Linked DNA regions of Mus musculus: all the other regions are linked to region 6. The links are chromatin contacts, called in public HiCAR-type and promoter capture Hi-C maps. All regions are on one chromosome and are shown on one strand. The core of a region is the stretch at or near the end of the contact, and the rest is flanking DNA. Distances in the headings are between cores, read along the strand shown.

The links. Promoter capture Hi-C pulls out the DNA fragments that hold promoters and counts their contacts. HiCAR-type assays count read pairs that join an accessible place to other places.
Region 1: a promoter capture Hi-C map of pre-B cells shows a contact between it and region 6, with 5 times the contacts expected there. The contact joins the promoter of Dpy30 here to the promoter of Lbh in region 6. A contact is called at or near these places in 4 of 39 promoter capture datasets (the HPC-7 cell line, liver and pre-B cells), 1 of 484 Hi-C or Micro-C datasets (B cells) and 1 of 115 datasets of contacts at active chromatin or transcription factors (embryonic stem cells).
Region 2: a contact with region 6 is called in a HiCAR-type map of astrocytes, with 6 times the contacts expected there. The contact joins the promoter of Ndc80 here to the promoter of Lbh in region 6. A contact is called at or near these places in 4 of 39 promoter capture datasets (hippocampal neurons, liver and pre-B cells), 4 of 115 datasets of contacts at active chromatin or transcription factors (astrocytes, embryonic forebrain, large pre-B cells and 1 more) and 1 of 9 other capture datasets (liver).
Region 3: a contact with region 6 is called in a HiCAR-type map of astrocytes, with 3 times the contacts expected there. The contact joins the promoter of Trmt61b here to the promoter of Lbh in region 6. A contact is called at or near these places in 1 of 484 Hi-C or Micro-C datasets (CD8 T cells) and 3 of 115 datasets of contacts at active chromatin or transcription factors (astrocytes, embryonic forebrain and pro-B cells).
Region 4: a contact with region 6 is called in a promoter capture Hi-C map of pre-B cells, with 4 times the contacts expected there. The contact joins the enhancer-like site here to the promoter of Lbh in region 6. A contact is called at or near these places in 4 of 39 promoter capture datasets (hippocampal neurons, liver, pre-B cells and 1 more) and 1 of 115 datasets of contacts at active chromatin or transcription factors (large pre-B cells).
Region 5: a promoter capture Hi-C map of pre-B cells shows a contact between it and region 6, with 4 times the contacts expected there. The contact joins the promoter of Memo1 here to the promoter of Lbh in region 6. A contact is called at or near these places in 3 of 39 promoter capture datasets (cranial neural crest, hippocampal neurons and pre-B cells), 5 of 115 datasets of contacts at active chromatin or transcription factors (astrocytes, double positive thymocytes, embryonic stem cells and 2 more) and 1 of 9 other capture datasets (embryonic stem cells).
Region 7: a contact with region 6 is called in a HiCAR-type map of astrocytes, with 5 times the contacts expected there. The contact joins the promoter of Wdr43 here to the promoter of Lbh in region 6. A contact is called at or near these places in 5 of 39 promoter capture datasets (the 3T3-L1 cell line, frontonasal cranial neural crest, hippocampal neurons and 2 more), 3 of 115 datasets of contacts at active chromatin or transcription factors (astrocytes, embryonic forebrain and large pre-B cells) and 1 of 9 other capture datasets (macrophages).

Annotation. Positions count from the first base shown.
Region 1 is chr17:74,314,842-74,318,111 of GRCm38.p6, reverse strand. Dpy30 (dpy-30, histone methyltransferase complex regulatory subunit) reads left to right here and starts at 1,679. Exons shown (of 5, transcript NM_001146223.1): 1 at 1,679-1,767; 2 at 1,996-2,068; 3 at 2,163-2,210. The coding sequence starts at 2,033.
Region 2 is chr17:71,524,955-71,528,363 of GRCm38.p6, reverse strand. It overlaps Ndc80 (NDC80 kinetochore complex component), which reads left to right and starts at 1,507. Exons shown (of 17, transcript NM_023294.2): 1 at 1,507-1,653; 2 at 2,622-2,731. The coding sequence starts at 2,631. It also overlaps a transcript of Spdya not described here.
Region 3 is chr17:71,597,370-71,600,850 of GRCm38.p6, reverse strand. It overlaps Trmt61b (tRNA methyltransferase 61B), which reads left to right and starts at 2,090. Exons shown (of 6, transcript NR_027952.1): 1 at 2,090-2,915. n-TCgca52 (a tRNA gene) reads right to left here and starts at 1,580; the gene lies at 1,509-1,580.
Region 4 is chr17:74,184,545-74,187,939 of GRCm38.p6, reverse strand. It overlaps a transcript of Memo1 not described here. Among named protein-coding and RNA genes, the nearest start is that of Gm52299, 90 kb to the left of the region's middle. Within about 2 kb of position 1,524, at least 22 of the 459 cell types and tissues checked have an H3K27ac peak or open chromatin away from gene starts, as enhancers often do. A contact at or near this core is called in pre-B cells, where this site is marked.
Region 5 is chr17:74,293,507-74,296,923 of GRCm38.p6, reverse strand. It overlaps Memo1 (mediator of cell motility 1), which reads left to right and starts at 2,061. Exons shown (of 9, transcript NM_133771.2): 1 at 2,061-2,232. The coding sequence starts at 2,172.
Region 6 is chr17:72,916,115-72,919,733 of GRCm38.p6, reverse strand. Lbh (limb-bud and heart) reads right to left here and starts at 1,429. Exons shown (of 3, transcript NM_029999.4): 1 at 1,156-1,429. The coding sequence starts at 1,181. Gm30375 (predicted gene, 30375) reads left to right here and starts at 1,579. Exons shown (of 2, transcript NR_168598.1): 1 at 1,579-3,386.
Region 7 is chr17:71,614,287-71,617,829 of GRCm38.p6, reverse strand. It overlaps Wdr43 (WD repeat domain 43), which reads right to left and starts at 1,615. Exons shown (of 18, transcript NM_175639.1): 1 at 1,345-1,615. The coding sequence starts at 1,569.

The DNA.
Region 1 (3,270 bases), core at 430-2,929, 1.4 Mb before region 6:
TTAGTTTCTCAAAACCCAAAGCTATTACTTAACATCTATAACTTGTAGGTAGGAAGCAGATTGTACATTTTAAGGTTTATTTTTAGTTATGTATTCGTATATATACCACATTTCTGTGTAAGTGCAAGTGAGTTCAAGTGCTCACAGAGGCCAGAAGACGGTGTCAGATCTCGGGAGTTCTGGGTGGTTGTTGGACTTCTGGTGTGTGCCTGGGAACTGAACTCTGGAAGAGCAGTAAGTTTTTGTTTTTGTTTTTGTTTTTAAAGTGACTAAACCATCTCTTTTCTCACCACCACACCAAGCACAAAAGCTCTTTTCAAGTACATTAGGTGTGTGGGTTGTAGGAAAGTCTGGAAATCTTAGCTATAATCATTGTAGGGACAGCTGAAGGCTTCTTCTTCTTCTTCTTCTTCTTCTTCTTCTTCTTCTTCTTCTTCTTTTCTTCTTCTCCCCCTCCCCCTCTCCTTCTTTTTCTTGAGACAGGGTTTCTCTGTGTATCCCTGGCTGTCCTGGAACTCACTCTGTAGACCAGGCTGGCCTCTAACTCAGAAATCCACCTGCCTCTGCCTCCCAAATGCTGGGATTAAAGGCATGCAGCACCACTGCCCTGCCAACTGAAGGCTTTTTGGAAACATTTTGGTGTTAGCTAGGAGTCTGAACATTCCAAGAAACTCACTAGTAAGAAGTATTAGTAAAGAAGTTAGGTCCCTGACAGAGGTGGGTATTAAAGGCTATTTAGGGAGCTAACTAGGTTCAAGACAACTAACTAGTGTCTCTAGATTTGCAGCATTCCAACCTCTCCATACCCTTGAAATCCTAATCCATCAACAGTTACAATAATTACAGGAAAGCAGGCTCTCCTGGAACTCCCGTTCAGGAAGCTCTGGCTGGCGTTTGACCCTCTTTACCTCAGTCAGCCAAATGCTGGGATTTCAGACACCTGGCTTTAAAATGTAAAAACAAGCAAACACAACCCAGGTTGGAATCCATAATACTACAGTCTGGAAAGCCATTTCTTCTGTAGAAATTGAACCAAGATCCTTGGTTATCCCAGGAAAGCGCTCGACCATGAGCTGAACTCCTTATCCCTGGAAAGTAATTAAAAAAAAAAAAAAAAACTAATCTAGACATAAATGTAGAATAGTGTGAACGTGGTATCCTCATAGACTGCAGGGCTTGAATAAAAGCCGCCCAAGAATTCCCAAACACTCCTCCTTGTTTCCCTTTGGCCTTAAAAAAATTATATATGTGTGTATGTATACGTATATATGCGTGTTTTGCCTGAATGTGCGCGGAGCACACGCGTGCCTCGTGCCTGCGTAGATAAAAAGAGAGAGTCAGCTCCCCGGAACCGGAGTTAGGGATAGTTGTGAGCCACCATGTGGGCGGTGGAGACCAAACCTAAGTCGCCTGTAAGATTAGCCAAGTAATCAACCGCTGGATGCCCTCTAGCCCCTAGTAAAGCCTGAGCAAGAATCGCTCAGCAAGTGAGTGGCCTCGGTTCCTCGGGGACCGTCACTTCCAGGTGCCACGAAGGACTGTCTAAAGGAGAAAGATCTACGGCAGGGTGGAGCCGGCAGGTGGCCAGGCACCCCGCGCACCGCAGAGGCGTAGGCCCACTTAGGCGGGCTCGGGCACTTCTGCCCGCGGGGCCGCTCTGCGCAGGCGCGGCGGCAGCGCGACGTCCCTCACTTACGGCCGAAGCGGTTCGCGCTGTGAGTCGGTGGCGCCGTGCAGGGCACTTAGGAACCGACAGCCTTGGCGCGGGTAATCAGCTTCCCTGTCCTCCTCCTCCCACCGCTACATCCTTGGGACGACCTCCGAGCCTCGCGATGCGACGAGGACGGCCAGTCGGTGGCCCGACCCAGCCCGCGCGTCTGCTGCCCGCGGGGGTGAGGGGCGGGGTCCCGGGCTGGGCTGCACCGCACCGGGTCCTGGCGTCTTCCACTTGAAATCTCCCGGGTAACTAACTCGCGGCTCTTCTTGTTTTGCAAGACTGGTATCCGGTTGATTGCGGTTTGCAGGGTCCGCCATGGAGTCGGAGCAGATGCTGGAGGGACAGACACAGGTACCAGGAGGCCCTGGGTTCAGGGTGGCGGTGTGCGGGGAGGCAGCGCGGGACGGGCGGATGTCTCTCTCTGTGACTGTATTTTGTTTTCTAGGTTGCAGAAAACCCTCACTCTGAGTACGGGCTCACAGACAGCGTTGAGGTAACTCGCTCAGTTTCTCTGCCGCATGCATCTATGGGTCTCTTGAGAGCTGGAGAAAACTTAGGATCGGTTTACTAGGCTACTCTGCACGAGGGAACTCTTTGCTGCCGCGATCTCTCCGTAGTATCAGATTATAAGTGGCTTCTTTTTACTAGCATGCTAATACTTGGCTAAAAATAAAGGTACTTTGTAAATGAAAGATTAGATGATCCCGGAACCAGAGCTGGGAAGGTTTGGTTAGGAAAATGGAGGCTTCCCGGAGAAAATTTGTGTGTGAATGGGAGACTCGAGGGATTAAGTTCTGGTTTAAAAAAAAAAAAAAAAAAAAAAGGGCAGGACCACGTTTCCAAGAAGTTGTACAAACAGGTGTTAGAATTTATTCAACACTTTGCTGTTTGTGAGATATATACCAGGCTAATTTGAATGTATCTTCAGCTCCAGAATGCTTAAAGTTGAGTAACTTGTTCAAGGTCAGCGGAAAGTAAGCTTAGACATGTTTTCTTTTTTATTTTATTATTATTATTATTATTATTACTTGTGGGTGTGTGCGCGCATGCACACGCTCGCTCATGCATGTGCACTAGTGTGTGGAGATCAGAGGGCACCCTTACAGAGTAGGTTTTTTGCTTCCACCCTTAGGTGGGTTCTGGAGATGGAACTCAGGTTAGATGTGGGGGTAGCAAGCTCCTTACACACTGAGCAGTCCTGCCTGACCTAGAACTGACTCTTACAAAAGGATTGCATTGTATTTATATTTGTGTGATCTCTCTCTGTCTCTCTTTGCTTCTCTCTGTCTCTTTTTCTGTCTCTCTCTCCCTCCCTCCCTCCTCTCTGTGTTTGTGTGTTTATATGTATGTATATATATTTTTTTATTTTTTCTATTTTTTTCCCCCTGAGATAGGGTGTCATTAGCTCTGGCTGTCCTGGAACTCACTATGTAGATCATGCTGGCCTTGAATTTACCGAGATTCACCAGCCTCCACCTCTTGGTGTTGGGAGTAAAGGTGTGTGCACCGAACCCGGTTTATATATTTCTTTTTACTGCTTTATGGGTGTTCTG
Region 2 (3,409 bases), core at 258-2,757, 1.4 Mb after region 6:
AAAGGAAAGACAGCTGTTGTGCTTTCAAACTACAATTGCCACAGGAAGTCACTCCATTTCTCAGATCCCTGCCCTACCTAATCCTTATCAGTTGTAGGGCAGTAAGATTAAAAGAGTGCTCTAGCCAAACCAAGTGCAGCATGAATAGTAATCAGAAGTTCACAACTTAACTAGTTTGCTAGGTCAAAACTTCAAGATTTATAATCTGTTTGAGCCACACTCCAGTAACTAGGTTTTACAGAACATTTTTATCTTCACTTAAGATATGTTTTGCATTTCTGGATATAGCTTTATTATAATGTAGTGGAAACCTTAAGAGAAAACCGAATAAAAAATAAATTAAAGGCTCGTCTAATAGCATTTATAGTCAAATTTCTTATGCAACTGACTGCAGAATAGTGTTTGTTTCTTAAAGACAGAGAGTCACTAGGTTGCCCTGGTGTATGCCAGGTCCATCAAACTGGCCTCAAATTCAAGACTCTCTCGGGTGTGGACCCTGCCCCACATACAAACTAAAGTCATTGAATTCACTGAGCCTCAAAATTATCTCTTTAGTTTTTGGAGTTGTTTGTACGTGTGGGTTTTGTTTGGGGTGGTTTTGCTTGGGTTTGTTGGTTGTTTTGTTTTGATATAGTGTCTATGTTGCTCTAGCTGTCCCGGATCTCACTAGGTAAACCAGGATGGTCAGAGATTCCCCCACAACCTACCCCCACCCCACCCCCGCTTCCAGAGCGTGGAAATTAAAGGTGTGTACCACAACGCCCGACTAAAACGATCATTTTTATGTTCTAATGCCATTAGTTTCAAGAAGTAAATGAACTGCCGCTTACAGAGTCTGAAATATAATGCCTGCTAATATATCTGCTGACTACTATTTGGTGATGGAGATCTTCGTGATACCTGAGATTTTGGTTTCCCAGTAGAGACGTAAAGTGAGGAGTCACTGTGACCGCTAGGGAACCTCAAACTCAAAAAAGGACTGCTTAGCTCAAAACTAGCTAACGGCACAATAATGCCGAGAGCCAGGAATCTACACTTTAGCCCAGGGACAGGCCACCACCATCCGGGAACTAGTAACGCCTGCTTGTTGTTCCGAGGCTGGGCGGCGGGAATCCAGAGCACTTGAGGAAGCCTGATGTTAAATATCCCTCAGGCTCGTCCACCGCCACACTCGACAGCCTCTCCTAACGTCAGGAACCTCACGCCGCCTCATAGGCTTGGGTCCTGGCCTCCATCCTATCGGAGACAAACCCGCGCTTTCTACTTCCAGGACGCAGCCATATTGCTGTACGGAACTTGATTCCAGGAGGGCTCGGGCCGCTCCGCCCGGACAGCCCTACTCGTCCTAGATGCCAGCTTCCCGGACAGGGCGGGACTCCCTTCGGGTCACCGACGCTAACGACGACCTGGGAAGAGCCCAGAGCTCGCTTGGCCCCCGATGCGGACACTTCCGGCGACGAGGGCGGGCGCTGAGCGAGCGCGCATGCGTACTCGCCGTCGCAGTCCTGACGTCAGCGCGGGCGGAAACTTTAAAATTCAAACCGCCTTGGGTTGACGGAAGCGGACGCTCTGGTTTGGGCGGCTGTTTTCGTGTGCAGTCGTGCGGTTTACGGAAAGCTGGGCGCCGGGTCTCGTTGAGAAGCTGAGCGAAAGGTAACTGCTGAGATGGGATCAGCTCTGTGTTAAAATGGTCCGCGGCGCTGGAGCTGACTGTTGCGAGGGAGCTGGGGTGGGATCTGCCCGGCTCTGCAACGTTTGTAGCGGGAGAAGGCGATGCTAACAGGTGGGGACTGACAGGGGGAAAGCTGATTGGTGTGTTGTGTACCCGTGCTGATGCTGCAACTTAAAAGCCTGGTATGGACATGACTGGAAACCAGTGAAATCATGAGAGTAAAACTAGGTTGAACGCAAGCCACCAAAACAAGGAGGGGTGTGGCTCAGTGCTCAGCGCTCAGCCCAGCTTGCTAAAGGGTCTGACTCTCCACCCCTAGCTCAAGACAAAACAACAACAATAAAAATGCGATCTGTCTAACCCTCTGTGGAAGCTAGGGCCGAGTGCATAGTGTCTGATGCTGCAGAGATGAAGACAGACTCCAACGTAGACATTATTTTGATACTTGTTTTAAAAGCGGGAGCAGCCTGTGTTGTAAACCGGATTGTTTATCTTTGTTGAAAGGTGTTGCAGTAAATCTCCAACCCAAATAAGCCCAGGCAATGAAAACACAACTTAATTAATATGAATACATGCTGTGCGCCTACATTGGGCAGATCTATCACTACACTACCATCTTCCCCATATAAGAGACCCCTTAGAACTTCTCCAGGCCAGGTGCTTCTGCTCTACTTTCCTTCTCCTCAGTCGTCCCCTCTCCTTTTCTCCCAAAACTTTCAGCTCCATCTTCCCCTCTTTTTTCTGCCTCGTTTTTTTCTACTTGAAGTTGCGTAGGTGTTCTTTGTAAGAACTTCGGTTTACATGGACAAATAAATATAGCATACAAGGAAACGATTGTTGTACAGAAACAAACTTAGTTGCTTTCCTACTAGAGGATAAAGATAATAATTGTTGCTCGTTGAATTGCTTGAGTCTGGAACATTTTCCTAACGCTGAAATCCTGAATTAGGTTTCGAGAATGAAGCGCAGTTCAGTTTCCACCTGTGGTGCTGGCCGCCTCTCTATGCAGGAGTTAAGGACCCTGGACCTCAATAAGCCAGGCCTTTATACCCCTCAAACGTAAGTGCCTCCCCTGTGCTTCTCAGCTGCTTACTTTACTGTCTAGAGAAAAAAAAAAAGTGCCAGAAATGGTTAGTACAAAAGTGTAAGTGATGTCTTGGTGACTCCTGTCTCCTCCCAGTAGTACTGGATTAGGGGGAGGGGGGCAATGAAATATAAAAGTGGACACGATGCTAGGTTTTAGCTCGTTGTCTCTCCAATTCCCATAGTCAGATTCTTTACTGGGCGTGCTATAAAATAATTGTCAATGCTTGCTTTCCTCTTATTCCTTTGTTATTAGCCGTTTAAGTAGGCACCATGGTATTACTCATTATTTATTAAGATGTTTCCAAATACTAAAGGTAGTAATAAAATGGAAGCAGATTTATTTGTTTTGGTGATAAGCTATAACATAATTTCCTCAAGTTTGGGGGCAGGTGTCCAAGGGAACGTGCTACATAGCTCGGTGTGGTCACACACACACCCCTACAATTCCAGTATTCAAAAGGCTCTAAGAAGAAGATGGCTCAGGGCTGGAGAGATGGCTCAGCGGTTAAGAACACTGACTGCTCTTCCAAAGGTCCTGAGTTCAAATCCCAGCAACCACATGGTGGCTCACAGCCATCTGTAATGAGATCTTATGCCCTCTCCTGGGGTGTCTGAAGACAGCTACAGTGTACTTACATATACTAAATAAAG
Region 3 (3,481 bases), core at 841-3,340, 1.3 Mb after region 6:
CGACAGCCAGGACTACACAGAGAACTCTGTCTCAAAAAAAAAAAACAAAAACAAAAACAAAAACAAAAACAAAATTGCAGAAAGGAGATATTGTCTAAAAAGTGACACTTACATAGACTGTGTCCATTTTGGGATCCTCTTCTCTGATCTCTGAGCAGAGGAACTGATACGGTAACTCAGTAGTTAAGTGACTTTGTGAGCTCTGTTCTCCCTGTCTCTGAGCATTGATCTGTTTTCATATTTTAAGCGGCATCACAAGCAAATGTACTTTGCCAGCAAGGGAAAAAGTACTATGGCTTTGTTTTGCGTCTTTCCTTTATCCGTTCCTTCAGGGCTCATGCTAGGATTTCAGGGATACAATCTGGGATAAGAGAGATCTATTCTCCGAACCCCAAAGCATAATGAAGCCTAGGAGACAGACACTGTGGCCAAACAATCCCGCCACAGTGTTAGTAATGGAAAATAGAAAGTCTCCTGAAATGGAGGCTGTGCTGGGAGATCTGCCTGTTTCTGCTTCCCTGGGATCAGAGTTGTGTATGTAAATATGCGCCATCATGCCCTGACTTAAAAGAAATAGTGGAGGGAGGGAAATGAATGCAACAAAATATGTGTGGGTATCAGAGGAAAGTCTGCTTTTCCACTGGAATCCTACCATAGATATCTAGTCATCAATCTCTTTGGCACGTACCTTTATCTGCTGAGCCATCTTGCTGTCCCCCTTTTAAACATGAGTTCTGGAAATCAAACTCAGATCCCAGTTCTTGCAAAGCAAGCACTTTTTACACACCCAGCTATCACCCCACCATTCCTTAGTCTTTAGAAAGGTGTATGGTACCATCAACAAGAGCTGCTGAACGTGGTCAACCTAGTTAGAAATCCCACCATCCCATTTCTCAGCTACCTTGTCAGGGGACTTGCTGACGTCGTTTAATCTTCTTTGTATAGTAGGTCATAAATACTGATTTCTAACTGAATTGCAAATTTTCAATATATGTGCATGGTACTGTCTGATTCTCAATAAACTTATAGGCAGGCTAATGATATTTAACTTTGAGTGCAAAAGGTAACTTCAGTTTTTTTGTTTGTTTGTTTTTGGTTTTTTGAGACAGATGTGCTGTTGTACAAATTTTATTTGTTTTTTGAGACAGGGTTTCTCTGTGTAGCCCTGGCTACCTGAAGCTCACTCTGTAGACCAGGCTGGCTTCGAATTCAGAAATTCGCCTGCCTCTGCCTCCCGAGTGCTGGGATTAAAGGCATGCGCCACCACACCCGGCTAACTTCAATTTTAGGAAGTGTTTATTGCTGGGCAGTGGTGGCGCACAGGAAAAGAAGTGTTTATTTGGGTAGGCGGGGTGGTTAAAACAGTTGTGTTGATTTTTTTTTTTTTTTTTTTCCTGTTTATTTTGTAGCTTAGCCATCGGATAGTCTCTGGCTATCCTGTAACCCACTATGTAAATTAGGTTGGTTCTGCCTCCCAAGTGCTGGAATGTGCCACCAAAATTATAGGAAGGGGGCACCTGGATTTGAACCAGGGACCTCTTGATCTGCAGTCAAATGCTCTACCACTGAGCTATACCCCCGGTGGCTACTGCCACCTTACTCTACCTTTGTGAACACTCTAGACCTCGGGCTGAGGCTGACCAGAGAGTCCCTAGCCATTCGAAATAGACCTCCCAGTTATGAGCAAGGTGTGCGGGTCAGCAAGCAGTGCGTCCTATGACGCCTGACCAACGATTTTTCTGGGCTAGATGACTTTGGACTCTTGGGGATGATGGGTGACGGTCCTGTCCACCACCACTAGTGACTTAAACCTGGTTAAGACTGTCCAGGTTCCACGTCTAGTCTTCCCGGGTCTTCCTGTCCCTGGGCGGCTAGCGGAGATTGGTGAGCAGTAAGTAAACTCTGTGCTTTTGCCACTCGCGGAAAGCCAGGATTTTAGCCCGGAGGCCAACGAGCCCTAAGCTCGGGCCACCGCATGTGCTGGACGCCAAGGCGGTGACGCACTCTGTCGGCGACGCGGGGGAGCCCACAGCCTGCACTACCCCAAAACCGGGCAAAGGGCACGGCGGTGGCTACGTCACACGTGTGCGACAGCACCTGCTCCGGACGTCAGGCTCTCTAAGGACGACGTGGTTCTTCCTTGTGAGGTTGAGGCGCCCGAGAGGCGATCAGAGCTCAGAGCCGATTCATTCCTGCTTGACTTTGGGTCGGTGCCTCGTGAGCGAGCTCATTTCCCGGGGTTGCGGGTCCTTGCCTGGGGACACGCGAGTTGGAGAGCGCGTGCACCGGTCGTTCCCTTCCCGTGCTGCCCGCGTCCGGATCGTCGGGACCCGGTTGTCTCTAGTATGTGGAAAGGCTCGGGCTGGGAACTTCGAGGGAGGAGTTACCCCCTCGAGATCCGGAGGACCAGAGCGGAGAGCAGGGCCACTGAGACCCTACAGGATATGACTCCGAGGATCGCGTGCTGGACACGAGTGGCTACCGAGCCCGGAGAGCTTCGCGCTGCCTCCTCCTGGTCCCTTTCCAGAGGACTCTTTTCAGTCGGGGATGCTTATTAAAGCTCTGGCGGGAAAGAGAGAATCACAATTAAAGAAATTAGTCCTACTCTGCAACGTCGGACACTTTAATAGTAACTGGGGAGCGATTGCGTTCAGGGAGATCGAGGACAAGTATCCTGGCCAGATCCTGACATGTTTTCCCGGTAAGAGTTCTCTGCGGAGGCCACCTTTGGAGGACTCTGTATATTGATGGAAGAGGGAACGCCGGAACCTATCCCAAAAGTATTGTCATGGGAATTAGGTGTGTGTGGGTTCCAGGAAGGGCGAGGACGGACGGCGCACTACCACAGTCCGATGAATGTTCTCATCACCGACCTTTGGAGTTTTTCAGCATGTTGGATTTTTAAACATGTTCAGGTACTGATAATTTTAGAAGGAAACAGAATTTACATTTGATATTTGCCACTCCCTTATCTAAAATGAAGATTATGCCAGTTTACTAGCAGAATGGTATGGACTCGCTAAACAGAGACGTACCTGTTTGTTCCCCACAGCTCTGAAGCGTATGGGTATTGATCTTAGGATGTTGAACTGTTTGGGGGTACATTTTGTAGTACCATTGTAATAATACCATATTTTTTTGTTTTTAATATTTGGGGAGTGGGCCCTGAATGAGAACTTGCAAACAGTGTGGAGGTCAGAGGGTAACTCTCCCAGAGTCTCTTCTGCCACCTGGGATCCTGGAATAAATTCGGGTTACCAGGCTTGCCTTCGTGTCTACTGGCTGAGCCATCTCGCAGGCCCTGTGGCAGTATTTTAATAATGATACTTAATAAGGAATGTTACTGGAAATCCATTATCGCATACATATTTGTATTAGGGTTAGGGATGTAACTTAGTAGTAGAAGGCTTGCCTAGACTGCACCAAAAGCCCTGCATTCCTTTCCTCAGGGAGCGGCACATAAATGGCTATTCACCTCAGT
Region 4 (3,395 bases), core at 275-2,774, 1.3 Mb before region 6:
TCTTGTGTTGTGTTTTTAAAAAAGCAGGACCAATTAAATTGTGTATCCCTAGGAAAATAGCAGTGGAGTGATTTTATATTCAGGACCATGAAAATATCAAGAAACATGTCTTAGCACCCCTCTTTTAAATTAATTGTCACAGGTAATCGGTGGTAGTCTTGCTGGTTAAAATGCTGTGAAGGATGCCCCATTACCTGATAAAGTTAAAGACATTTCCTTTAGCACTGGGAACACTACTGAAAAATAAAAACAGCTGCTGTCATTCTCCTTCCCTCTCTGATGTGTTTTGCCCTTGGATACAAAAGACTCCTGAAACAAGAGCAGAAGCCTGCTTTTATAATCTTGAAGAGGCTGCTTGAGGAAGCTGCCACTTTGCTTGTAAAGCTAGCTTCCAGTCTGGTTTCTGAGAGTAGGTAATTCACTTGTCCTTTGATGTCCTTAGTGACTTAGTAGAGTGGCCCTGACAACTCAGGAGATCAGATGCCCACATGGCTTTCCTGTGTGTGAGTTTGCTATACATTCTCTCTTATAGTACAGTGCTTCCCATTCCCGCCAAATCTGTATCCCTCTTCCCCTTTCCTTTCTCACCTTTGTTTCTGTTTTTCTCTTTGCTTTGAAATACAGGAAAGAGAAAAACTCAAGTATGCAATTGAACTTCATGCTTTTAGTTGGCACTCATGACTTTGACTTTCAGTTCTTTCTCCCAGGAGAACAGCCCTGTTGTCCACCATTCTAGTGGAAGTTCATCTCTGTGTGGGTAGGGGTGTGGGGTGTGTGTGTGTGTGTGTGTGTGTGTGTGTGAGACTGATTGTCATTTTAAATAGTCCTACCCATTCAACAGAGTACTGGATTTAATAAATGAATTGGAGAGGAAAAAATAATGTGGCTATTTACTTATTTATTTATTTTGATTTTTTGAGACAGGGTTTCTCTGTGTAGCCCTGGCTATTCTGGAACTTGATCTATAGACCAGGCTGGCCTTGAACTTAGATCCATCTGCCTCTGTCTCCTAAGGAAATAATGTTTTTTTAATGTGCTGGGTTTTATTCCTTACAGTTAATTATATTTTAATGTTTTGTCAAAGCTTTTTAAAGAATAATTTTTGTAGAAATGTTTATAAACATGTAACTATGTTGTATGCTTCTACAATTACTAATAAAATCGTTTTAAAGATTATTTTTGAATGAGATTGTTTTGTGTGTACTACGACAAATTTTGTGAGCCTAAAACAGTATTTCGATCTGGATTTCTTTTATCCCAGATCAGAAGAGATACAGCTTCTGTTTTGTTTCCATCTTTAACTGTGGCCTCCTATCCTTAAAGAACAATGTTCTTTTTGAACCTTATTTTTGGATAGGTTATGCCTCTTGCCTGTGATGTAGTTTCATTGGTTTTAAATCAGTTCTCGAAAAGAGAACTAACTTCTTTGCAGAGGGACTTTGCATCCACCGTGCATTTGATGAGCTAGTCATTCAGCACTGTGTATATTGGGATAGTGGGCAGGCATGGTGTCTGTGTTTGGCAAGCTGCCCATTCATTGTGGTCATGTCTTTACGGTTGTGTGCTTGGTGTAGGGTCCCACACATAGGAAGGAAATAAAGCTTAGATGTAAATGACAAGAATGGTGATTGATGCAAAAAGATTTGGCCCTGGGCCGACACTGTTCATTTTGAGTGTTTGTCTGATTCTTTACTTTCCCAGAATGCCCTCGGAATGCTGTACAGCATGCAAGCCTTCTCAGACGGGCTGCTTTCCTATACTAACATATGATTGGTAGTTAATTTCTTCTTCTTTTTTTAGTGCTGAATAATCCATTCTATATTTTTATTTCAGTTATCAATTATCCACACACCTATTGATGTACCTTAATTGCTTCCAAATTTCATATTTGTGATTAAAGCTATTATATAAATCCATATTTAGCACTTTTTTATGTGTTTTAATTTATTTGGTAAAATACTTTGAAAGGACATTCCTATATTGTATTATTATTTGTGTCTGTGTCTTGTTTTTGTGTGTATCTGTGTGTGGGGGGTGTACCTGTGTGTGGACTGCTGCTTGTGGCTGGCAGAGATCAACCTTGGGTGTCATTCATCAAGACCTGCCCACCTCATGATTTGAATCGGATCTCTGGGAGCTGGAATGATGTCCAGGGGGCTGCCTCTTTCTACCCCCCAGCTCTGTGATTACAAACAAGAGCCATCATGCTTTTCCTGTGGGCTCTAGGGATTAAGCTCAGGTCTCAATTCTTAGGTAGCAAGCAATTTATCTCCCCCAGTTGTATTACAGGCATATGGTTAGTTTTATGAGAAAATGTCAGTGTTTGGATTTCCTCCATTTTAAGCATTGTATTTTTTATTTTTATTTTTCAGACATGGTCTTACTTCATTTTCAGCCTGGTCTTGAATTTCTAGGCTTAGCCTATGAAGTCACTGGGGACTATAGGTGCATACCACTGTACTAAGTACTAACATCTTACTAAATTTACTTTGCAATTACCCAATGAGATACATGACAGTAATAAATATACACTCATTTATGTATTTATTTACTGCTTTGGGAAACATCTTTTGCACGTTTGAAAAGTACATACATTCATAATACTTAAAATGAGCCACAGGGTTGGTCATGAGAGAATGTCATATTACACACCACTAGCCTGCGAAGGGTGAAAACCTGAGGTATTTTTGTTGAGTACATATTGCTCCCCACCACTGTACAATTAAAAAGTAATTTGGAACTGGAGAAATGTCCCAGCAGTTAAGAGCACTTACTGCTCTTCCATAGGACTTGGCTTTGATTCCCAGCACCCATATAGTATTTTGTGACACTTTGTAACTTGTTATAGGAGCTTAAACTTCCTTTTCTGTCCTTTGTGGGCATCAGGCATACAGATGATACACAGACCTACATGGAGGCTAAACACCATACACATAAAAATAAATGTGAAAAGAAAAAACACCTTAAATATGGGTTTATCTGTACTGAACAGTAAAGGGGGAAGAAATAGATATACTTTTTTTTTTTTTTTTGGGGAGACTTTTCTAGATAAATAGATAAAGGAAAGGAAGGAGCTGCTAAAATGGTTTGGTAAGAAAGGGCACTCGAAGCCAAGCCTGAAGACCTGAGTGACCTCCCAGAAGGCACATGTTGGAAACAACTGACTTTTGCTAGATGCCTTTTGATCTCCATGTGACCACAGCATATGCCCACCCCTAACCATTTTGTTTCTTAAGGAAGGTTTTCCAACAGGATGTGATGCCAGAAGAAAGTTTAAATGTACACAAAGAAGAAAGAATGCTGGAATCATTAAAAATGGCTTTCATCATAGCACATGTATTAATAAAATGCCTGAAAATACCACAAAGTGAGGATGAGAGATATTTGTTATCTGT
Region 5 (3,417 bases), core at 812-3,311, 1.4 Mb before region 6:
CTAGAAATCTTTAAAAACAATTATAATTTGGTGAGATGGCTCAGCGGTTAAGAGCGCTGACTGCTCTTCCAAAGGTCCTGAGTTCAAATCCCAGAAACCACATGGTGGTTCACAACCACCCGTAATGAAATCTAATGCTCTCTTCTGGAGTGTCTGAAGACAGCTACAGTGTACTTACATATAATAAATAAATAAATATTAAAAAAAACAATTATAATTTGTGTGTGTGTGTGGAGTATGTGCATGTAATCGTAGGTGCCTGTGGAGGCCAGAAGAGGGCGTTAGAGCCCCTGGAACTGGACTTGCTTGGGCGCTACCCAATGTGATGCTGACTCAACTTAGGTCCTTTGTAAGAGCAGTGCTTATTTTTTTTTTTTATTTATTTATTTTTTTAACCACTGAGCCATTTCTCTGGCGCAAGAAGTTGTATTTTATTCATTAGGGTCTTTGCTAAGTTTGGTAAGCAACACAAACTCTTGGGAGAAAGCGGCAATTTACCTTTTTCTTGCCATTGAAATTAACTGTAGAGCTTTTCTCATAACACTTGAGAACTTGGCAAAAACCCCAACCAAACAAAAAGTATACTGTTACAGCATTAAGGAACGCCGAACTTGGTTAGGCAGCTAGACATCTACTTTGGACTTCTCCAGGATCTAGTTTAATGTGAAACTAAGATATACCCGGTGTATGATTTCTTTCCCAAATACTTTCTGGGAGTTGGGGAACTGTTACACTTCCTGGGTTTTGGAATCCAGCACTTCAAAGCCAAACAAACCACTTCCTTTGTGATTCTACCCAACTGGTAAAGGAATTCTTTTGCTGCGTGGAATACTTACGTGGAATACTGGGATTTTATAAGTGAAGGGTGACATTTGTAGTATTCCTTACCCCGTCTGGTTCCTCATACGCATTAACTCATAATCCTTGGTACCCCTCCCTCACGAACGTCACCCCCATTTAACACAGTAGGAAATAACTGAGACAATCTTTGCCACATTGCAGTTATACCTAAAATACAATTAGTAAATTTAACTGTGTCGAAGACATTAGGTCGTAAGGGGCGAGCCTGGGAAGCGAAGGTTACATTTTGACAGGGTCGGTCCTCCACCCCCCCATATTCTCCCATCCCAGTACGCCTCGCAGCGCGATGTCTCTGCCAGCGAAACTTCGCGGCGTGGCCCCAGACTTGCATTCCTGGGCGATACCCCGAGGGTGGGAACCCCACCAAGGACGCCGGGGAAGGGGGAACCCCGACGGGACTCGGCAGGCAGCGATCGCGTGTGTGTTGTGTGTGCTGAGCCAGCGGCGCACGGGGACAAGCCAGGCGGCTGGGGGGGGGGGGGGGGGAAGGGGCTCACCCCGCCTCGCGGCTGCGTCCTGCGCCCCGCGCCCTGCCCCCAGCCTCTGCTGGCGCTAAACCCCGGAGAGCGGAGCGTGCACGCTGAGCCTCCTCGGCGGGCCCGGCCGCGGCGCTGGGCATGCTCAGTGGGCCGGCCCCGGTAGAGCGGCGAGTAAGGACGCGTGGGCTCCCCAGGCTCTGCCTTTCCCGGGTTCAGGCCCCGGCCCCGGGCTGTGTGTGTGTGTGTTGGGGGGGAGGTGGCACCGATCGCCGCCGCCCTCCGGCTCGCGGCCTCCCGACCCGGGATGGCGCGGGGCCGGTCCCGCTTCCGCCGTTGAGCGCGCGGCACGGCGGGCGGAGGCGCGGGGCGGGGCGGGGCCGGCGGGCGCGCGGCGGGAGGGAGGCCTCGGTGGTGGGGGCGGGGCGGGGCGGGGCGGTGGGGAAGGGCGCGGAGTCACGGGGGTGGGGTCAGCGGGAGGCTCGGCAGGCCGCGCGCGGCGTGGCCGGGGGGCGGCTCGCGGAAGCAGCTCGGGCAGGGGTAGGGGCGGCGGCGGCGGCGGCGACTCCGCGGCCGCGCGGCTAGGGTAAAGCCGCCGTGGGCCCCATCTTCCGGCGGCCGGCGGAGTTTGTGGTGATTGTTGCCGCCCTCCGCCCTGGCTGCCATCTCCTCCTCTTCCTCCTCCTCCTCCTCCTCCTCCTGGGCCGGGCTGGTCCCCTCCCCGCGGCCGCCTCCTCCTGGGCTGGGCCCGCGGCGTCTCGTCCCCTCGCGGAGCCGCCGCCGCCGCCGCCTCCTCATTCATCCTCGTGCACCATAGGCGGCACAGGCACCAAGATGTCCAACCGAGTGGTCTGCCGGGAAGCCAGCCACGCCGGGAGCTGGTACACCGCCTCAGGTAAGGGCGCCAGGCCGCCGGGGTGGTCGAGCTGGGCAGCCGGGGCCCGGCGGGCGGGGACTCGGGCGGCGGGCGGAGGGCGCTGACCGCGTGCCGAGGGATCGGGGCCGGGCCGCGCCGCCTCCCCCACCCGGCGCTCGGGCAGGCGGCCTGGCGCCCGCGGAGTTGGGCGAGGAGTTGCCGGCCGGCCCCGGCCAGGGCGAGCGCGGGCTCCGCGGCTCCGCGGACGGCCTCTGCGGTGGGGAAGGACGAGTTGGCGCGGTCCTCGTTGCCAGAGGCTGGCCGAGGGGACCGCAGTTTTTGCTCCCACCCTTGGGGCACCCAGCGCCCCTGGAAGGAGTGACAGGCAGTACTTTTTCTACCCTATCTCTCGTGTTGCTACTCTTGGTCTCTCTCGCTTGGAAGATCTGTCAGACCTGGGCCTCTCGGGGGGATTTGTCGCTTTGTACGTGGAGATTCGGGCAGAGCTGCTGCCAGGCAGGGGCTCTGGGTGGCCTCCAAGGTCTTTTGTCAGTGTTTGCATTGTTACTGTCATTTAGGGGCAGCTGGAGATGGCATCAGCACTTTTCCTGAGCAACCTCTTTGGTATCCTGTGTTCAGCACCGAGCCGGGGCTGGACGACCTGCCTAGTTTAGCTTACGTTTTGAGAGAATTTTGTCTGCACTGTCTTCAAAAAACCATGTGTAGTTCTTTGGGTGAGAAAGGGTAGGGCCGTTTCCCTCCAGTACAACTCTCTTCACAAGGATTGTTTTCTGAGATTATTTTCAGGGGTCACATTTCTGCTTTGGTAACAAAGAAAAGTTCCTCCGTGATTCCTGTTGGTCTCTAGGCCATCTGTGCTTCTCAGCAACTGGCCCTAACCATATTTCCCTTTGCAAGTACTAGGGTTGGATAGTGACATGATTCTTTTGGGAAAACGGAAAATCTGGAAGGCAGTTTTTTTTTTTTCCCTGAGATTGTTCAACCAGCTGCAGAAGTACATGCATCTTGTTGGTCCACAGCGGATTTGCCCTGCTAAGACACAAAAGAATGACATGGTTGGGTTTGGAACTACTGCTAACAGGTGGCTGTAGTTTTTGCGTTAGATAAGTATGACATTTTATGGTCCTGAAGTACTTCATAGACTTTTAATCAGTTCTCACTACCTGAGAATGTCAGTTCTTGTGCCAGTATATGGGGAAACAG
Region 6 (3,619 bases), core at 180-2,679:
AGAAAGGGTGACTGTCATGGGGGCAAGTTTAGGGTTAGAAGCTAGACTTTAACAATTTCCTCCCTAGTCTGGAAAAGCTGCCTCCAATCCCTGAAAGAAGAGAGTCAATAGCATTACAGGGTTAAGACCAGGGTCGTCGTCTCCTGTAGCGGCGTCTGTTCCTTTTTGGAACTGTGGCGCGGGCCCAAAAAGTTAAACTGAGAAACACGAACTTTCAGAGTTCCTGGGCTAAGCAGAATAGCGCCGCTCTCCCCGGGTTCAGACCTTGCATTGGACCCGGGTCTGGCTCTCCAAGGCTGGCACCTGCGAGCGCGCTCCAGGACCACGGGTGCTCGCCTCCCTGTAGCGCCCCTCCTCTACACCACAGCAGGAAGGAAGAAGCAGCTGGCGCGCACGTCCCAGCAGCTAGGGGCCTGTCCCCCATCCTTCTCGGCTCTGATCCTCCACACCCGATCTTCCCCGGCTGCAGGCAAATCTCTGCAGCCCCCGACTCAGCAGTGGCCGGCTTCTTCCAATCTGGCACTGGGAGAGCTTGCTCCTTCCTAGCCCCGGCCCTCCACAAAGGCGCGTTGGATTTAAGGGACAACGGAGAGGGCAGGGGTTGTGAGGGTGTAGTTTGCACCCTGATGCTTGTGGCTTGTTTGTGCGGAGAGCGTCTCCCCAGCATCCTCCCTCCCCCAGAAGCTCTGCAAACCCAGCGGCTGCACCAGCTCGGCCCCTCTGCAGCCATCCTCGACGCCGAGACTTGCGTGCAAACAAAAAGGAGAAGGGGAGGGGCCCGGGAAACCGGAGCCCCCTGCACCAAGCAGGACTCATCTCCTGTGGCCCTCAGCGGACAGGGTTTCCTTAGGGGGCTTCAGGTGGGACCCCAGGTTCTCCCCACCCAACGCCACCATATCCACGCCCTCTGGCCGCCACTTAAGTGAAGGTTCCGAGTTCACTTCCTTTGTCTGGATGCTCTCAGCACCGCCTCCCCCAACCTCCAGCTTTGCAACCTTGACGTCGACTCCTGCAGGGGCTGAGGCTGGCGGGTTAACCCGCACTGGGTGTCCGTGCCACTCTCCGGCCTCGTACCCGGAGCCGGCACTAGGAGGCTGCCGGGCTGCGCAGCCACCCGGGTTAAACTGGCGGCCGCCAAAGGCGCAGGATACTCACCAGTGAATGGGGAAATATACAGACATGAAGTCCTAGGGGAGGCTGACCCACGCCCTTGTGATTAAGAAAAACAAAACAAAACAAAACAAACAAACAAACAAAAAAAAACCAGTCACTGAGTCCTGAATGAGATTGGCAGGGGCGCAGAGGAGAGCAGCGGGCAGCCGAGAGCGGGTACTGGGCTAGCGCCGGTCCGCCTTCCGGAGACAGCCTCGCTGCCAACGGCGTAGGCAGTGCAGACCAAGCTCTCCGCTCTCCACCGATCTCCGGGTCCCACAAAGAGCCCGGGAAGCAGCATTTATAAGGGAGGGGCGGGGCTTGTCGGCGAGCGGCCCCGCCTCTCCTCGCCCACTCTTAGAATAACGTCACCAAAATCATGAATGGCTTCAGCGCTCATAGCTCCCGCGGGCGGCGGCGGGGACCAGCCGGGCTCTGCACCCTGCCTGAGCTGGCTCCCAGCAGCTACGAGCCCGCCCCCCTCCCCACCGTTGACACACACGCGTGTTCCCGAGCTGGAGTTCAATGTCAACGCAGCTTCCTGACCATAAATCCGCAGCGTCCGCAGCCCCCTCTCTGAACACAGGGACTCTAAGGGCTACGGGGATGGGTGGGCGTGAGGAAGGAATGGGGGCCCACGCGGGAAGAGACAGATCGCCGGGGGAGGGCGCCATTCTTCCATCCGAGCGCCCGCTGTCGGGTTCTCTGTGACTTCCACATCTCAGGACCCTTCACTGGTCATCCATGCAAAGTAGGCCTCTCTTGGACATTATCGCCTGTGGCATCCCGATCGTGGCGGGGCCGGGGGAAAAAGGAAAAGATGGGAAAGAAGGCTGCACAGCTGCGGGGCTGGAGGCACCCATGCCGGAGGGGGCATTGTTGGCTTTCTAAAAGTCTGCGGTCCTGGAGTCCATGGAGGGTTCTGTTTGTGGGAGAAAGGATGTGGTGTCTTACTAGGGTTTTTCCGTTGCGCGAGCGCGCTTGCGTGTGCACACACACACACACACACACACACACAGAGTAGCATATACGGTTTGCATTGGGAGTAGAGGGTGAGGAGAACGAGCGGAATACAAGTACACCCGGCTAGCCTTAGCTCCCAGAGCCCATCTGATAGAAAACACAGAGTTGAGAGACTGACTCCTTCATAGCCCAGGAATTGCAGTTCCGGTGTCTATCTTGGAGACTAAACTGCTGTGCAGCCCCTACAGCCAGGAAGAACGGAGTCTGACTCAGTACCCAGCGCTGCCCCGCTGTGGCCTCTGTTTCAATTACTCTTGTAAAACAGCTTCCTAACCTTGACCTATGTGCATAAAGGGACTGGGGAAAGGGAGAGCCGTGGTCGAAAACTAAACACAATTAAATGTGATTTAAAATAAGTCTGCACCCTGAAAGAAAAGCGTACTGGTTATATCCAGCAAAAAGCTGCTGGCATCAAGAGACGAGTTTTCAGTAGCAGGGGCCACGCGGATGTTGAGAAAGAGGACCTCATAATTTTCAGCATCTACTCTTTCTAAGAGCAACTTTGCAATAACTGCTTTCCCAACTATGCGTACCTATATACATCCTGAGTAAAAACTGGAGCGTCCTAAAAGAGCCGTATTTCATAAGCCCTGTAATCAGAAAAACGCAGGAGGCTGTCCTTACCCCCTTGAGACAAATGAAGCGCTGTTTGTGCTCTTCAGGACTATTCGCTTCTGCTTCTGACCAGGTGACAGGGGTCTGGCGGAGGGTGGGGCTTTATGAACAGGGGCCAAGGGAAGATGGTCCGTGGTGTGTTATTAATGGAGGGGCAGCCTGAGCCTTTTAATAGAATGGGAAAGTATCTCAGTGCCATTGGCTGACATGTGGCATATTGTCACCTGGGGAGCCAAAGAGAAGCCAAAGTCTAGAGATCTAGATTCTAGACCGAGCTTTCCTGGAAACCCTCTGAGGGTGGGCCCTGAGGCAGACCCTTGGGTTAGCAGAAGAAAACCTTCTCCCATGTTTGCCCATACAATCCCTCACAAGACCTGAGATGAAAGGCAATGGATGGTACCATCGTGACCTGTCACAGACACATGCATGTTACATATTTGTGATTATTACCTATCAAACCCTCTCACCACCTCCTCACACCACGGAAATCAATCAGCCCTTTTGGGGAAGAGGATGTGAAGAAAAGTCTCCCTCTAGAATAACAACCTGGCCTCGTGGAAAATGGCCTACATTGGAGGACACCGAGTTAGTGTCGGGTGAGTACTTTTTGGGAGAGTGTATGAATGAATACTTCAGCTCAATTTCAGCTGTCAGAAAATTAGAGCAGAAAGTCAGCCTTGGATCGTGGCTCCCAGATCTACACTACGCCAATTCTCAATGCTACTACATCTATGTGGCTCCTCACAAGGAGCTACGTGTTTTTTCGAAACATTGTCACTGTGTTGGCTTTTAACCGAGTGGAATGAGATTAAACGGCATAGCCTAACAG
Region 7 (3,543 bases), core at 366-2,865, 1.3 Mb after region 6:
AGACACGAGTTCCGAGTCTAGTTCCTGTTGGCCTTTATTGAAATTGCTTGCTTTGACATACCTTGTGGACTAAGGACAAAAATACAAGATACTAATACCACTAGTAATTAGCACTTCACTTAAGGCGCTATACACTATTCTAAGTGATTATCCTCATGTTATAAGTAGGGAACAAAAAACACAATTATTACAGAGGCTGGACTCCTACTTTTACAGCCTGGCTACAAGCACTTAGCTAACTGCTCTCTCTGTATTTCTGAGTGTTAGTAAGTACTCTCACCACTTTACAGGACTGTTAAGTTAAAAAGAAAACTGTATAAAGTTAAAAAAAAAAGTGCAGCAGCTCTAATGCTGACAATTACATAACTTTCACAAATCTGATTATGTTTGACTTATAGGGCCTCATATCTGCTCTTTGTCACCAAGAAAAGCTGGAATCCGGTAAGTAGCTAACCACTGTCACACAGAGTATAGCAACTTAGATAAAATAAATTTATGTGAAAGTTTACTCTTGGGATGGGAAGGAGTAAGCTATCCCAACAACTTTAACATCAGTGACAGCAAAACGTCACATATTTTAGGATACCTTTTACACCGGTTCCAGATTTTTGCCTGCCGACTGCCTAACCACGTGCGTGCCGAGATCTAACCGGGTGAGTCAACAGTGAGCAGCATTTACCTGACAGCGAAAAGGATTCCCTAACTAAGCAGTTTCCCAACTACGAGAGAAAAAAAAAAAATCACCAGGACCTACATCATATGCCCTACTCTATTTCACTGTACCTCCGCTGAGAAAGAAGGGAACTTAGAAATGGAAAAGAGTTTGTGGGACGACGAATCCCACAACCTAGAGGCAGAAGGGAACACGTGTTGAACACGCATCCGAGCCGAGGGAAGGGGCTCCCGGAAGGAACTTAACCTAGACGTGCGCATTCCAAGTGCCCAAAGCAAAACCAATACCGGGGTCCGGGATGCGGAAGCGCGAGACGGTCCTAAAGTGCGCACCGGGTAGCTCTGATGGGGACCCAGGCCTGGGAAGTCTGAGGCCGCCCCCCGGGGGAGCAGAGGCTTCGATGAACATGGCGGCCCAGAAGCAGCCGGGGTGCAGACCTCGTGGAGACCGCGGGATCGGGCCGCACCCTCCCGCAGCCCCCCTCGGGCCAGGCCGCACTTTGCAGCCGCGGCGCCGGCCCAAGCGCGCCGCCGGCCCGGCTCCGCGCCTCCTCTCTCCCGGGACGCCCCGGGCCACGCGCGCCAGGGGTGCCACGCGCCTCGCCGCCCGGCCCGGGATGCCGCAGCCCGGCAGGAGGTCCCCGTCCCCGTCGCCGTCCCCGCTCATCCTACCTTGGCCTGCAGCCGTGCTGGCGCCCAGGCCAGGCAGGTGCAGGTACCGCTGAGGTGCGCGGAAGGCACGTACTCCTGGTGCAGCCGGTTGTTGGCGGTCTCCCATACTCGCAGCTGACCGTCACTAGAGGCTAAAGCGAAGTAGGCTTGACTGTCCGGCGAGAAGGCGCAGGGGACCCCCGCCGGGGCCAAGGGGTCGTAGCTACCGCCGCCTCCGGCCGCCATTGCTGCTCTGGCTCCGCGGCAGCCACGTGTTCGCCCGGGCGCAGGCGCACCGGCGCGGGGTGGGGCCTGCAGGGAGGAAGTGGGGCGGAGGGAACGCTGAGAGCCCAAGAAGTGGCTGGTCGTGACGCAGGCCAGCGTTTAGCCGGGCCCACCCTGTGGACGGTGGCTCAGTGGGGTCCTTCTTAACTTGTCCTGCGAAGGAAGCGCGAGGGGAAGTGATTTGCATACTACCGAGCCAGATCCTTCTTTTAAAACTACGTCCTATGAAACAACTAGACGAAATGTTTAAAAGAAATATTTACTTACATCTCCGAGATTGTAACAGCTGTTTCCATGTTTCTTTAGTCTCTTCGAGGACGTGGCCATGTACGTACAATAATTATCCAATCATAGTTCTATCAAAGTTAGAGTTGGGGCTTGAAGAAACAAGATGCCTCTTTTATCTGTGTTAACACACAGAGATACTATTGGACAAGAGAGGAGGTCAAGTTGGGTGTAAATAAAGAATCCGGGCGGTGGTGCCTCACGCCTTTAATCCCAGCACTTGGGAGGCAGAGGCAGGCGGATTTTTGAGTTCGAGGCCAGCCTGGTCTACAGAGTGAGTTCCAGGACAGCCAGGGCTATACAGAGAAACCCTGTCTCAAAAAACAAAAAACAACACACACACACACACACACACACACACAAAAGAAAAAAAAAAAAAAAGAAAAGAGAAACCAAACATATATTCCCATCTGGATGTGTGCCTTTTAATCCCAGCACTCTATCTGAGGCAGACGCAGGCACGGTCTAGAAACTGAATTCTATAACATCGAGGACTATAGGGAAACTGTCTCCAAAAGATAAATGATAGATAGATAGAAGAAATTTTTTCCTTATTTTATTGGTTCTTTTTTTTTAATTATTGGTTATTTTGTTTATTTAAATTTCAAATGTTACCCCCCCCCCGGGTTTCCTCTCCTAGAACCCCCATCCTACCCACCTCCCCCAGGCTGCTTCCTCACCCACATGCACACTCCCGCCCCACCACTCTAGCATTCCCCTACGCCGGGGCATCATGTCTTCACAGGACCAAGGGCCTCCACTCCCTTTGACGACAAACAAGGCCATCCTCTGCTACATATGCAGCTGGAGCCATGGGTCCCTCCTGTGTACTCTTTGGTTGATGGTTTAGTCTCTGGGAGCTCTGATGGTACTGGTTGGTTGATGTTGTTCTTCCAATGGGGCTGCAAGAGCCTCTCAGGAGACATCCATATCAGGCTCCTATCAGCAAGCACTTCCTGGCATCAGCAATAGTATTTAGGTTTGGTGGCTGTATATGGGATGGATCTCCAGGTGGGGCAGTCTCTGGAAGGCCTTTCCTTTAGTCTCTGCTCCACTCTTTGTCCATGTATTTCCTTTAAACAGGAGCAATTCTGGGTTAAAATTTTGAGAAGGGTTAATGGCCCCATCTCTCAACCAGGGACCGTGCCTAACCTCTGGATACAGGTTCTCTCTCCCCTTTGTTGGGTAATTCAGCTAAAGTCATCCCCCTTGGGTCCTGTAAACCTCTTGCTTTCCTAGCGTCTGGGACTTTCTGTTAGCTACCCATCCCCGTTGCTACATGCCTATGTTCAATTTCCTTACCCTCTATAGATCTCCCCTGCTCCTCCCACACCTGTTCCTGCACCCCCCCTCTTTTCCTCTTCCCCTCCTACATTCCTCCCAAGTCTCACTCACCCTCTACCTCCCATGATTATTTTGTTCCCCCTTCTAAGTAGGACTGAAGCATCCACACTTTGGTCTTCGTTCTTCTTGACCTTCATATGGTCTGTAAGTCATATCATGGGTATTCTGGGCTTTTTTCCTAATATCCACTTATCAATGAGTATATACCATGTGTGTTCTTTTGTGACTGTGTTACCTCACTCAGGGTGATATTTTCTAGTTCCAATCATTTGCCTGTGAATTTCATGAAGTCATTGTTTTTTAATG